4 separate regions of the Mus musculus genome follow, and regions 2, 3 and 4 are each linked to region 1. The links are chromatin contacts, called in public Hi-C, HiChIP or PLAC-seq and promoter capture Hi-C maps. All regions are on one chromosome and are shown on one strand. Each heading gives the region's core, a stretch centred on a gene start, on an enhancer-like site or on the middle of the called end of the contact. The rest is flanking DNA. Distances are from core to core; before and after follow the strand shown.

Region 1 (2,883 bases), core at 37-2,536:
GATTCGGGAGGCTAAAAAGATGGCATTAGCGGCTGGGGATGGAAGTTGGTGGTAGAAGGCTTGCATACCATGAATGCAGCTCAGAGTTTACTGCAAGCAAGTGCACATAGCATCTTAGGAGAGATCAAGAAAGCCTGTGGTGAGCTAGGCCTAGGCTTTAACCTCAGTACTTGGAAGGCAGAGGCAGGTGGATTTCTGTGAGTTATAATGCCAGGGCTACAAAGTGAGACTCTGCCCACTGACACCCCTGCAAATAAAAGCCTGGGGGTGTCAGTAGGCTGGCCCACTTGTTCCACTACATTCCAGACCCAGCAGAGTGGCACCACACCCTGTGCCAGCTTGGCCTCCACTCTAAAGCATGCTAGCCCAAGCGTCCTGGACCTAGACTCTAGAGATTCAGAGATGAGTGGTTGTCCTGAAACCATTAAGAGACCCAGGCATATGCAAGGGACGGAATTTCCTCATGTTACTGATGTTGGGCACCTTATGTGCTGAGCTGTACTGCAGCAGGCAGGCATGGATTAGCTCGCAGGCTCTCCCACAGTACCTGCTGTCCACTTTCTGATCTCCAACATTGGAGTTCATTTAATAAATATTCCCAGTGCAGCACTTTTCAAGCCTGCCTGGTTCCTGGGACTCTGCAGTGAACACAAGTCTAAGTATACCAGACACACGATTAAACAGACATTTTCACTGGGGTCAGACCTACAGAAACCTCGAGGTCAGGCATACCAGAGAATGCCTGGAGCAGATGATGCTCAGCAGTAGAGATTTTTAAAGCGTTGGTTCCTGGGAGTCTAATAGAAGGACACCTTTAGTTCCCTTCTAACAATCTGTTCCACGTGCTTGGGAAAAGTGTGAATTCCAACTTTGACTCTTACCATCTGGATAATCTCTGGAGAGGATCTCTTCTCCAAGCCTCAGGAAACTGGTCAAATGGAGACAGTGGTCTGTGGATAAACGAAGACAATTACGACTATTTCCCAGGGGTTTGCATACAGATAACACGCTCTTATTAGCCCCATGCCGGGTTAGGATCCTTGTCTCTGAGCACCCGAGATAGCAGAGCAGCAGAGGTGCAATCACGCCCGGGTTAGCCTCTGGGTTAGGCTGCAAGTCGTAGCCGCATTTCCGGGCGAGACGGCTAGCGGGAGCCCGGAGCAGGGGGAAGGGCAGCCCAGCCTGCGCTGGCCGCCGTATGACGCGCCCCCTCATTTGCATGAGGCGCTCCGATTGGCCACGAAGGCCGCCGGGACAGGAGGCCGGCCCCCTCCCCCTCCCGCCGCAGCCGCGGCAGCAGCTGGTCTCGGTGTAAACAAGTCGAGGCGGCTGTGAACCGGGCCGGGGGGGACGGCGCCCATCAGGAGCGCCCCCCACTCCCAGGCCAGGCCACCCCGCGGACCGGGCCCTCCACGCGCCCAGGCGAGGTGAGGCCTGGACCGACGTCTCTGCGCGTTGCCCCGCGCCCCCGCCCCGCAAGCGAGGACTGCCCCTTCCCCCGCGCACGCCCCCATCCCCTCGCCCCAGGTGAGCCCCGGGGTCTCAGGTAAGGCTTGGCGATGCAGGTAAGATTCCCCTCGGCGGAGATGAGGCTCAGCGCCTGCAGGTAAAAACCCCTCCTCTCTCTAGGGGACCCTCTTCCTTTGGGGAGGCCTGCCTCCTCCAGGTGAGAGACCCTTTCCCCAAGCGAACTCCATATACCCCACATTTGCCCTATCACTAGTCCAACTAGGGTCCCAAGGACCAGTCAGTTTCTGCCCCCCCCCCCCATTCCTCAAAACTGAAAACTGGCAGCCCATCCACTCTGAAGCCCCTTCTTCACGTTTCAGATGCCAGTTCAGATGCCAGCTCAGCAGGGGTGAGGCCAGAAGCTGGTGGGTGACTCACCTAGAGCTCCTCCTAGCCTCAGTTTACCCGCTGATGCAACCTGAGGCCTCCTCAGTGAGTCAAAACTGAGATGACTCTGGTCCCTGGTGAGACTGCTGGCTCTAGGGAAAGGAGAGAGCAGCCAAGTGTGACAGAGTCCCCATAGTTCTGGGCTTGTCTACATGTGTGTGGCCTTAGTCCTGATCGTCCACCTCTCCTTCCTGGCAGGCACTGGGCTCCCTCTGCTCCCCGTGGGCCGCTCCCCGCGTGGGGCCACTGCCCTTGGCCCCCGCCATGGTGCGGATTTCAAAGCCCAAGACGTTTCAGGCCTACTTGGATGACTGTCACCGGAGGTATAGCTGTGCCCACTGCCGTGCTCACCTGGCCAACCACGACGACCTCATCTCCAAGGTAAGCAGGTCACATTTTAGTCTAGAATGGCAATGGGCTGCCTGGCAACTCCCCACCAATAGCCCTAACCCCCTCCTCTCGTCTCCCCACTACCCTCCAGTCCTTCCAGGGCAGTCAGGGACGTGCCTACCTCTTCAACTCTGTGTGAGTATTCATCTCCTTCCTTTCTTTTCCTGACCTCTGTTGTGACCTGTGACTCCCTGGTATGCTGATATTCCCAGAGTCCCTTGTTTCTGACAGGAAGCCATGATCAGGCTCCTCTTAGAGGCTAAGACCAGACACTTAACATACTAGCTAGAGGGTGGCTCTGGGCTGCTGAGACCCTCCCTGGGACTACCCTTTGTCCCCACAGAGTGAATGTGGGCTGCGGGCCAGCAGAAGAGCGGGTGCTGCTGACAGGTCTTCATGCTGTCGCTGACATCCACTGTGAGAACTGCAAGACCACTTTGGGCTGGAAATATGTGAGTTTGAGATCTCTGACCCTAGGCTGGCCTTTGACCTAACCTCATCCCTTCTTCCTTAAAAGTATCTGCCTTTGCCTTTCAGAGTACCAGTGGCCCAGCACAAACTGGCTTTCTTTCCCCAGTGACTGGCGTTTGTCCATTG
Region 2 (2,863 bases), core at 138-2,637, 360 kb after region 1:
GCCCAGCCCAGGCATCCACCACCCCATTTCGTTTTCCTCCTCCGCTCAGGGTCAGGGCCCCAGTCCTCCGCTTTTGCCTCTGGCGCCACAACAGCAGTAGCGCCACGAGGGCCAAAACCACCACCAAGGCAATAAGCATGGGCACCAGTAACATGCCACTTGATTCTTGGCTTGGTGACCTGGTGGTTATGGGATCTTGGGTAGACGTCGTGGATGTTTTTCTGCTGGAAACTGAGGTGCCACGGGCCACACTGGAACTCTCCACAGAACTGGTTGCTGTGGTAGCAGGGAGTCCATGCATCTCACTCGAGGGCCCCAGAGACCCAGTAGCTGTGGTGACAGGGGGACCACTGGTCTTGGAGCTTACTGTTGTAGCCACAGAGGGTCCACTGGTCTCGTTAGAGCTTGTTGTCACAGTGGTGGGGGGTGCACTGGTTCCTTTAGAGATAGATGTAGATGCTGCAGTTCCGTCTGTCACAGGATTGGCTGCAGGTCCGTCTGTCACAGGATTGGCTGCAGTGACAGGAGGGTCACTGGCTACATTTGATGGTTCTGGAAGCAGTGCTGATGTCTTGCTGGAAACTTCCTGAGAGGCAGTAGGCTCAGGTACAGGGGTGCTCATGCTGGCACCAGCAGAAGTCTCCAAAGAAGACAATTCAGTAGTTTCCAAGGGGGTCAAAGAAACTGGGATTGTGGTCTGCCCCCAGGGGCTGATGGTCTCCTTCGAGTCCACTGTCCCTGACCCCACAGAAACTGATGGGCTGGCATTCTGGGCTTCAGAGGTACTTGGAGCTGTGATATGTGGGGTAGATGGTAGCATCGTCGTCCTCTGCAGACTGTCTGGGCTCGCCACCTGGACCCAGCATGCCCCAAAGAGGAGGAGAAGGTGCAAGGCCATCTCCAGAGGGACAGGCAGGAGCAGGAGTTGGGACCTGAATGTAGGGAAGTTACAGAAGAACGCGGTTGGGGAGGGAAACTTGGCCAGCCCCACTCCTTCTGCCCACTTCCCTGCCAACTGCCAAGCCCATCTTGTGGTTTAACGTTTTTTTTTTGTTTTGTTTTGTTTTTCCATTCTTGCTTTCACTATTATCAGAGACAACAGGGGAACAGATGGCGCCAGTGACTCCCACCCTGGCCTTGGCAGCTCAGACTCCAGAGCAGCCATGTCCCCCTGGCCTTCATTCATTGTTCCAGCCCGTGGCTCTGGACTCCCTTACCCCCTCACCCTATTCATCTTTTCAAACTATAGGTACATTCCTTCATCCTCTGAGCATCCCCACCCCCGTACCCAGCAAGATCATACCCTCTTACCAGATTAATGGTTAAGGCACAGGGCCAGGGCAAGTACCTCCAGTTCTTCCTGAGGCTTGGTCAGGACTGGGGCAGACTGAGCCCCAGGGGGAAAGGAAGTGGGTCTTGGCTCCACCCACTCCACCCCTGCATCCTGCCCCACCCATTCCTACTCCCATAGTTGCTTGTGGGGACCCAAGGGTTCAGTGGAGGCATGAAAGGATGCTCGGGGTCCAGACGGGAATTCTTAGGTTTTCACTGGAGTCCAAGTGTCAGAGATGAGTGATGGGGAGTAGGGGTGGAGTGGAAGATATGGAGGGGAGAACCGTTTCCTTTCCCTCCCTTGCTCCTCAAGCTGTTTGGCCAGAACCTGAGACCCTGAGACTGTGGGTGCACTTCCTGCCGAAGAGCTCCAAGAAAGCTGCAGGGCCGGGGAAAACCTCTCAACTCTGCTCGTGGTCCTGAAAGGTTTTTAGGGCTGCTGAACCCTGCCAGAGCCACAGGGAATTGAGGTCACTCCTGTGGCCCCCAGTTTAAGCTAGTACTAACATTGCACATGCTATGGTCTTAGAGAACTAGGAGAGCTAGAGCGATGGCTGAAAGGTTTGGAGCCCTTGAAGGAGACCTGTTCAGTTCCAGCTTGGTGGCTCACGACCACCCCATAATCCAGAGGATCCAACGTCCTCTTCTGGCCTCCAAGGGCACCAACCCACATAGGTACAGACAGGTACTCATATACAAATATGAAAATAAATTAAGATTTACTTAACGGCCAGGTGTGGTGGAGCACACCTTTAATCCCAGGACTCAGGAAGCAGAGGTATGTGGATCTCTGTGAGTTCGAGGCCAGCCTGGTCTACAGAGTTGTTCATAATAATAATAATAATAATAATAATAATAATAATAATAGATTTATTTAAAAAAGAAAACTTCTAGGGCTGGTGAGATGGTGGCTCAGTGGTTAAGAGCGCCGACTGCTCTTCCGAAGGTCCCGAGTTCAAATCCCAGCAACCACATGGTGACTCACAACCATCCCTAACGAAATCTGATGCCCTCTTCTGGAGTGTCTGAAGACAGCTACAGTGTACTTACATACAATAAATAAATAAATATTAAAAAAAAAAGAAAAGAAAACTTCTAGAAAGACCTATATTAAAAAATTAACCATGGGCTGGAGAGATGGCTCAGTGGTTAAGAGCACTGACTGTTCCTCTAGAGGTTCTGAGTTCAATTCCCAGCAACCACATGGTGACTCACAACCATCTGTAATGGGATCTGATGCCCTCTTCTGGGTGTGTGTGAAAACTGCTACCGTGTACTCATATAAATAAAATAAATCTTTAAGAAAGAAAGTAACAAAAAGTCTTTAGCTGAGTGGGGTGTTTTATGCAGATTTATCCCAGGGCCTCAGTGCTGCTTGAGTAAGTGCTCTACACCGAGCCGCATGGAACCTCACAGAGCCGCACGGAGCCATCCCCAAGCCCCAAGTAAGGAGATCTATGTGATCCTTCTCTGAATAACTTGTCACCTGACTTGATTAAGGAAACGGATTCTTATGGTATATGTCTGTTTC
Region 3 (2,743 bases), core at 119-2,618, 410 kb before region 1:
CTTGCCACACTGTTGGCTTCAAAGAGAGAGGGAGAAGAAGACTGGATCAGCTCAGGTTGTACATCCTCCCCAAAGCCCTCCTGTGCCCTACACCCTTACCATCATCTGAATTCTGCTGGGAAGATGGCATCCGATGGGAACCCCCAAGGGGCTGTGGGGATCTCCTGGAAGCCAAAGGTCAGAGATTACGTCTAGGTAGGACTCTGGGAGCAAGACAACCAGGAAAAAGCGCCTCCCCAACCTAGAAGGTGGAGAGGCACAGTAGACCCAAGGGACGGAGTTGGGGGATACTCACGGGATGGGGAGCAGGTCTGGCTGCCTCAGGGGTGGGAAGGAAGTGACTAGAGGGTAGGAAACAGCAGGTGTTCGGGGGACGGTTATTTCTGAGGACACAGAATGAAGCTTGAGGGATGGCTCCAGACACCCCCCATCAAGGCCTCGAAGGACAAATGGACCCCAAAATAACATGCCCTAGACAGACATGGGGGCTCCCACTTTCCCCATCCCAAGCCAGGGAACAGCCCTTCAGACAGCTAAAGGTGAACAAGGACAAACGCACACTCTTAAAAACCCTCGAGGAGGGCCAGAGACACTGAACTCACGAGGTGGCTTGATGAGGATGCTTCTTGGGTACAAACTGGCAGGAAAGAGACAGCTTGGGTACAGGGCCAAGAGGGCCCCAGCCCCAAACCCTTGAGTGGAACCAAGGGAAGACACACAGGGACACGGGCTTCCCACTCACCTCTCTGTGGAAGTGCTGTCATAGGAGACTGGAGGAAAGAAATCCAACAAGTCAGGATCGGGGTGCACCAGGGACAAAGAAACTCAGGCCCCCCACCATCAATCAGGGCCCAGGTAGGGACAGTGGAGAGTGCAGGGGCTGGGGAGGGTATGAGGATCCAATGGAGCGCCCACCCATCATCCAGTTCCGCAAAGCTTCCCACTTACCTGGCAACTCACGGCAGCGCACGCACAGGGCAGCCAGGAGCGTGACCAAGAAGGGCAGCAGCAGGAGGCCCAGCCCCACCGGGCTCAAGGCGTCTGCTTCCATCTGCAGAGCACCTGCCACAGGCCCTGCTGCACTGCAGCCCCTCGAGACAGAGTGGCAGCAGGGGTATGGGACCAAGCGGGCTCCAGCCTGGGATCCGCCCGGCAGTAGGCAGCCGTATCCTTTCGGGGCTGGATGGCTCCCCTCTCTTGCTGGACTGAGTTGAGAGCAGTGTTGGCTCTGGAAAGGTGCTCGCCCCAGAGCCAGAGCTGGGGCCCGTGCCCCAGCTACCAGCTGCACGATCCCCGTGCCCAGCTGTACCTGCCCCTTTCTTGCTCCCCGCCTGCCTCTCCTGCTCACCACCGCGTGCGACAGGAAGCTGTGGTGAGGGCAGGAAATCATCAGGCTGCTCAGCAGGCTGAGCCTGCCCCCTGCCCACTCACCCCCACCCAGTTGTGGGAAGGGGGAGGAGGCAGAGGGACTGTGTGGAGGAAGGGTCTAAGGCTGCAGGATGAGGCAGCCCGTCCACTAGGAAAGGAGACACGTGCCAACCAGGCCCGCGGTACCCTCCCCATGCCCGGGTGGGAGAACTGCAAGGAGGCTCTGCCAAGGCCTGTGTGGACCGAGGGCACTGAGGGCACCACAGGCCCCCAGCTCCCAGGCTTAACTACTGGGAGAGCGACTTCCAGGGGACCACGGTGAGTCACAGTCATACTGAACCAGCTCACTCAGAAAAGAGCAGCCCTCCTTCTAGATTACCAAGCTCAGAAGACAGGGACTTACCCACAGGGTGACCTGACAGCCCCTGCTAAGTCCTGGGACTATGGATATTCCCTGAGGCCAGTGGCACCCACAGAGAGACAAGCAGTCAGTCAGGAGTCTGATTACAAATTTTATTCCATTACAAATAGCACCAAACCCCTTGGGCTGTCCTAGTAGAGAGGACACCCCTTCCCCGTTTCTGGACTCCCATCTCTTCCCTGGGCTGCCCATGTAGTGTCTGGGAGCTGGGAGATATCCCAGGGCTTCCTTCTTGGACCTGGGCCTGGTGAGGGCTTCTGCCTGGGAACCGTCTTGGGTGGGCCCAAGGCCCAGCTGCGATGCATCAGTGGCCGGGTAAGCACCGGCTCCTCAGATGAGCACGCTGGACACGGGGACTCGGGTAGAACGGCCTCGCTGAGGTACTACAATCCGGTCATCTGAGGGCCCAGACTCATGCAACAGACCTGCGAGAAAGGGGTCAGAGCCAAGGCCAGTAAGATAAGAGCCAGCAAGGGGACACAGGCAGCAAGGGGACACAGGCAGAGGGGCCCAGATGAGGCAGCATGGAGAGCCCTCAGAACTGCACACAGACAGAGCCCAATCCACTTCCAGACAGACCCAAAGCTAAGCTGGATGAGCCTGGGATGCTGGGACTCTTGCCCCCAGCTGGTGGCATGAATGGATGGGCTAGTCTGAGTGGAGGGAGAACTGTAGAGTACATACGCGGAGACAGACAGACAGGCAGGTGGTACTGTGAAGGTGGACCTACAGTGACCCTCACTCACCCTGCACGTGGAGTTGAGCCCGCCGGCGGTCATCTTCAATGAACATGGCGGTGCCCAGGAAGGCCGCACCACCCAGTGCCCCAACGAAAGCACAGAGCATGAGCGAGAACTGCAGAGCCCGGAACTCGGACAGGAAGGAAGGGGGCCAGCTCCGTCGGAGGCGGTCAGAGATCTGCAGGGAGAAAAGAGTCAGAGACCTGGGGGGTGC
Region 4 (2,916 bases), core at 363-2,862, 430 kb after region 1:
GGGCAGGGGAGATGAGGAAATGGGGAAGAGGCCTCCCCCACCCTTTCCCTTCAATGAAAATACAAAACTGCCCTCTCACAAAAGCCCTGCCTTCAGGGTCTCTCCTCCATCAAGCAGACTTTCTCACCCCACTATTCTGCCTACAGATACCCCCCCACACCCACTGCTACTCTGAAGGCATCCCTCTTGCCCTCAGAGATCTAAGATTTCTGCCAGAATCCTCGCCCAACCAACTTTCCAGAATGTCTGGCCTTTTTAGTTAATAGTTTCATACCAAGCAGCTGGCATCTTAGCTGCTTAGTAGGTATCAGCTCATTCAATCCCTCTCTTCATAGAGGAAACTGAGGCATAGAAACAGGGACACCACTAGCTCAAGGACACGGGCCTAGGCAAGGTCTAGGCTTAAATCGAGACGACTGCCTTGATCCCTGGTCCTCAGCTCTGAAGTCATAGAAACCCCAGGATGCTCTGGGCACTGCAGCTCCTGCTAATGACTCCCTGGGCCAGGGCTGGCCAGGTGCATCCCCTCCCCGCCCCTCCCCTCCCCCTACGCGTCCCCAGGCAGCCCCCACGGGGTGCCCACTGTGTACTCACAGGCTGCCTGAGTACTGGCTGCCCCCAAGGAAACCATACTTGTCCGTCTTGCGCAGGGCCATCCCATTTATCTCCGAGTCTGAACCCATGGAGCTCACATCATCCGGCAAGGACTCCAAGGTCCCTGACATGAGGCTCACGGAGTCCAAGTAGCTCAGGGTGTCTGGGGCCTGACCCCGAGGCCCCGAGATGCCAGGTCCTAGACTGGACGTGGAGCCCAGGTCTTGAAAGTTTTCAACAGGCTCCGGAGCTGGGGTCACTGTCACCACAGCCACCGGAGTCGGAGCCGGAGCCTCGCATGTCCCGGGAGGGCCTGTGACAGGCCCTGAGGGGTCCTCAGGCACCGACCCTGCTGATGCTGAGGTCGCAGCTTCATGCCCACCTGCCACCTGTCCTACTCCACCCCGTGCAGTCACTCCTGAAGCCACTGTGGTCCCCGGCTTGGGGGCAAGCGGGGGTTTGGCAGTCAGGGCTCCAGGCGCCATTCTGGAAGGTGTCCGAGTGGGGGTCCCTGGTCCTGGGACAGGAGAGGCTCGAACCTCTTCCGTCTTTTGAGTGTCTGTCCCCAAAGCCAAAGCCACCGACGTCTCGGCTCCTGTTTCTGCCGCTGGTGCGGGGAACTCTTGCGTCTTCGCGGCTTCGGGTGAGGCCTCCAGGGTCAGCATCACTACCGTGCTGCTCGTAGCTGTCGTGGGTGTAGAGGCCGAGGTCTGTGATGATCCTGGGACGCAGGCGGGCCGAGCCTCCCCGGGGGCCACCAATTCGACTGGGGCCGAAGTGGCTGTAGTCACTGGCGGTCCCGGTTCCACCACTAAGTGCGATCCGGCCCGGGAGCCCCGGGGCGGGGGCGAAGGGGCAGCGGGGGCGCCGTGGCGGCGCGGCGGGGCCACAAGGGGCGCCGGACCCGTCTCCATAGCTGCGGGCGGCCCCTCACATCCCCCCGCCGGGGAGGCCGCAGAAGGCGCCGCCCCTCAGGCCGCCCGGAGCAGCCCGCCGGGGCTGCAGAGAGGGCGAAGGGCGCGGCTCGGCGCGCGCCGGGGGCGGGGCGGGACCCGGCGGCAGGCGGCGGGCGGCGCGCGCAGGCGGGGCAAGGGTCGACGGCGCTCGCGCCGGGGTCTCCCGGCCTCTCACCCTACTCGCGCGCTCGCGCCGCCCCCTCCCAGCGAGGGGCCGGCTGCCGACGTCGCGCCTGCGCAGACGCGGAGGAGCAGCCACTGTCCCGGCGAACTACGCCTGCGCGAGGAAAGGCCCTCCCGCACCCCTCCTTTTTTTTTTTTTTTTTTTTTTTTTAATCTCCCGCCCCCTCTATAAGACCAGGACGGATAATAGGAGAGAGAAAACTGAGTTCCTGCCAATCGATGGAAGGGTGGGTGGGGTTAGAGGCGGGAAGAGGGTGGGTACTCGAGAAAGAGGAAGTGAAGAAGGCAGAGGCAGGACGAAGAAAACAAGCAATAGAAAAGAGAGATCCTGAGCATCCAGGCCAATAAACACAACTGAAGAGAGTGAGTGACCGCAGAAGGGCGGGGAATGAGGCTGGTGTTGGGCAGTAAGAGGCAGGGACTAGGAACTTGTTAGCCAATGGAAATGGTGAAAAGGGAACCAAATTAAAAAGGGGGGCTAGGCAGTCAAATTGACTGACGGTCACGTCTATTCCTGTGATGACAGCATCAGCAGTCAATAGAAAGAGCCGAAAAATTCTTAGACTTCCTGAGATGATCAGGAAGGAATGACAACCAGGGAGAGGCGGGCTTAACTTGTGATTAACTTGTTAGCCAATGACTGTCCTTCTCCACTTTGCATAAGAGTAGAAATAGATAACATTCTCTGCTTCTAGGGCCAGGGATGCTGCCAGCAGGCGGTGCCAGAGCAAGAATAGTCAGTGACAACCAGAGACAAGCGCGAGAGGAGGTGACAACTGGGGACATCACTGAGAAGAGCCTGGAGCATCGGTGCGGCTCCTAGCCAATAAGAGTGCCGCGCTGGCCTTCTTGGGTTTCCAAAAGAGCCCCTGTTCATTCAACTCCTGAGCTGCACCACAAACCCAGTGCCCTCATCAGTACTCTCTACCTCGATGTGTCTAGTTAGACTATAGTCAGTCCTCTGAAAGACTCATCTCTCAATTCCCTATTTCAGGCAGGAACTCAGACCAGGTTTCTCTAAGTTCTCATGTACAAACTCAGCTTCTCCCCCCCCCCCCACCTCCACCCCGCCGCCGCAAACACTGCAATTTCTGAAACCCATATCCTCTGAGCACTACTTCACTCTCCCGGCTTGTGGGTGGAGGTCCCATCTCAGAACCCAAATCCATGAATCCTCAATACC

What was found. Promoter capture Hi-C pulls out the DNA fragments that hold promoters and counts their contacts. A called contact is a pair of places that touch in the nucleus more often than the background predicts. HiChIP or PLAC-seq counts read pairs in DNA pulled down with a chosen protein or histone mark.
Region 2: an H3K27ac HiChIP or PLAC-seq map of double positive thymocytes shows a contact between it and region 1, with 5 times the contacts expected there. The contact joins the promoter of Spn here to the promoter of Ypel3 in region 1. A contact is called at or near these places in 11 of 39 promoter capture datasets (the 3T3-L1 cell line, the C10 cell line, the HPC-7 cell line and 7 more), 16 of 115 datasets of contacts at active chromatin or transcription factors (T-cell acute lymphoblastic leukemia, craniofacial prominence, double positive thymocytes and 10 more) and 5 of 9 other capture datasets (adipose tissue, embryonic stem cells, liver and 2 more).
Region 3: a promoter capture Hi-C map of pre-B cells shows a contact between it and region 1, with 2.5 times the contacts expected there. The contact joins the promoter of Lat here to the promoter of Ypel3 in region 1. A contact is called at or near these places in 3 of 39 promoter capture datasets (cranial neural crest, neural stem cells and pre-B cells), 2 of 115 datasets of contacts at active chromatin or transcription factors (double positive thymocytes and effector CD8 T cells) and 1 of 9 other capture datasets (adipose tissue).
Region 4: a Hi-C map of B cells shows a contact between it and region 1, with 21 read pairs. The contact joins the promoter of Tbc1d10b here to the promoter of Ypel3 in region 1. A contact is called at or near these places in 15 of 39 promoter capture datasets (the C10 cell line, the HPC-7 cell line, the SN4741 cell line and 9 more), 1 of 15 datasets of contacts at CTCF or cohesin (large pre-B cells), 5 of 484 Hi-C or Micro-C datasets (B cells, bone marrow-derived macrophages, embryonic stem cells and 2 more), 31 of 115 datasets of contacts at active chromatin or transcription factors (the 230-238 cell line, the HPC-7 cell line, the SCID.adh cell line and 19 more) and 5 of 9 other capture datasets (adipose tissue, embryonic stem cells, liver and 2 more).

Annotation. Positions count from the first base shown.
Region 1 is chr7:126,775,677-126,778,559 of GRCm38.p6, forward strand. It overlaps Ypel3 (yippee like 3), which reads left to right and starts at 1,287. Exons shown (of 5, transcript NM_025347.3): 1 at 1,287-1,427; 2 at 2,095-2,277; 3 at 2,378-2,421; 4 at 2,630-2,738. The coding sequence starts at 2,161.
Region 2 is chr7:127,136,436-127,139,298 of GRCm38.p6, forward strand. Spn (sialophorin) reads right to left here and starts at 1,388. Exons shown (of 2, transcript NM_009259.5): 1 at 1,312-1,388; 2 at 1-932. The coding sequence starts at 898.
Region 3 is chr7:126,368,200-126,370,942 of GRCm38.p6, forward strand. Lat (linker for activation of T cells) reads right to left here and starts at 1,369. Exons shown (of 12, transcript NM_010689.3): 1 at 949-1,369; 2 at 743-770; 3 at 603-637; 4 at 296-383; 5 at 100-164; 6 at 1-16. The coding sequence starts at 1,051. Spns1 (spinster homolog 1) reads right to left here. Exons shown (of 12, transcript NM_023712.3): 11 at 2,536-2,707; 12 at 1,861-2,214. The coding sequence ends at 2,120.
Region 4 is chr7:127,206,856-127,209,771 of GRCm38.p6, forward strand. Tbc1d10b (TBC1 domain family, member 10b) reads right to left here and starts at 1,613. Exons shown (of 9, transcript NM_144522.5): 1 at 595-1,613. The coding sequence starts at 1,508. It also overlaps a transcript of Mylpf not described here.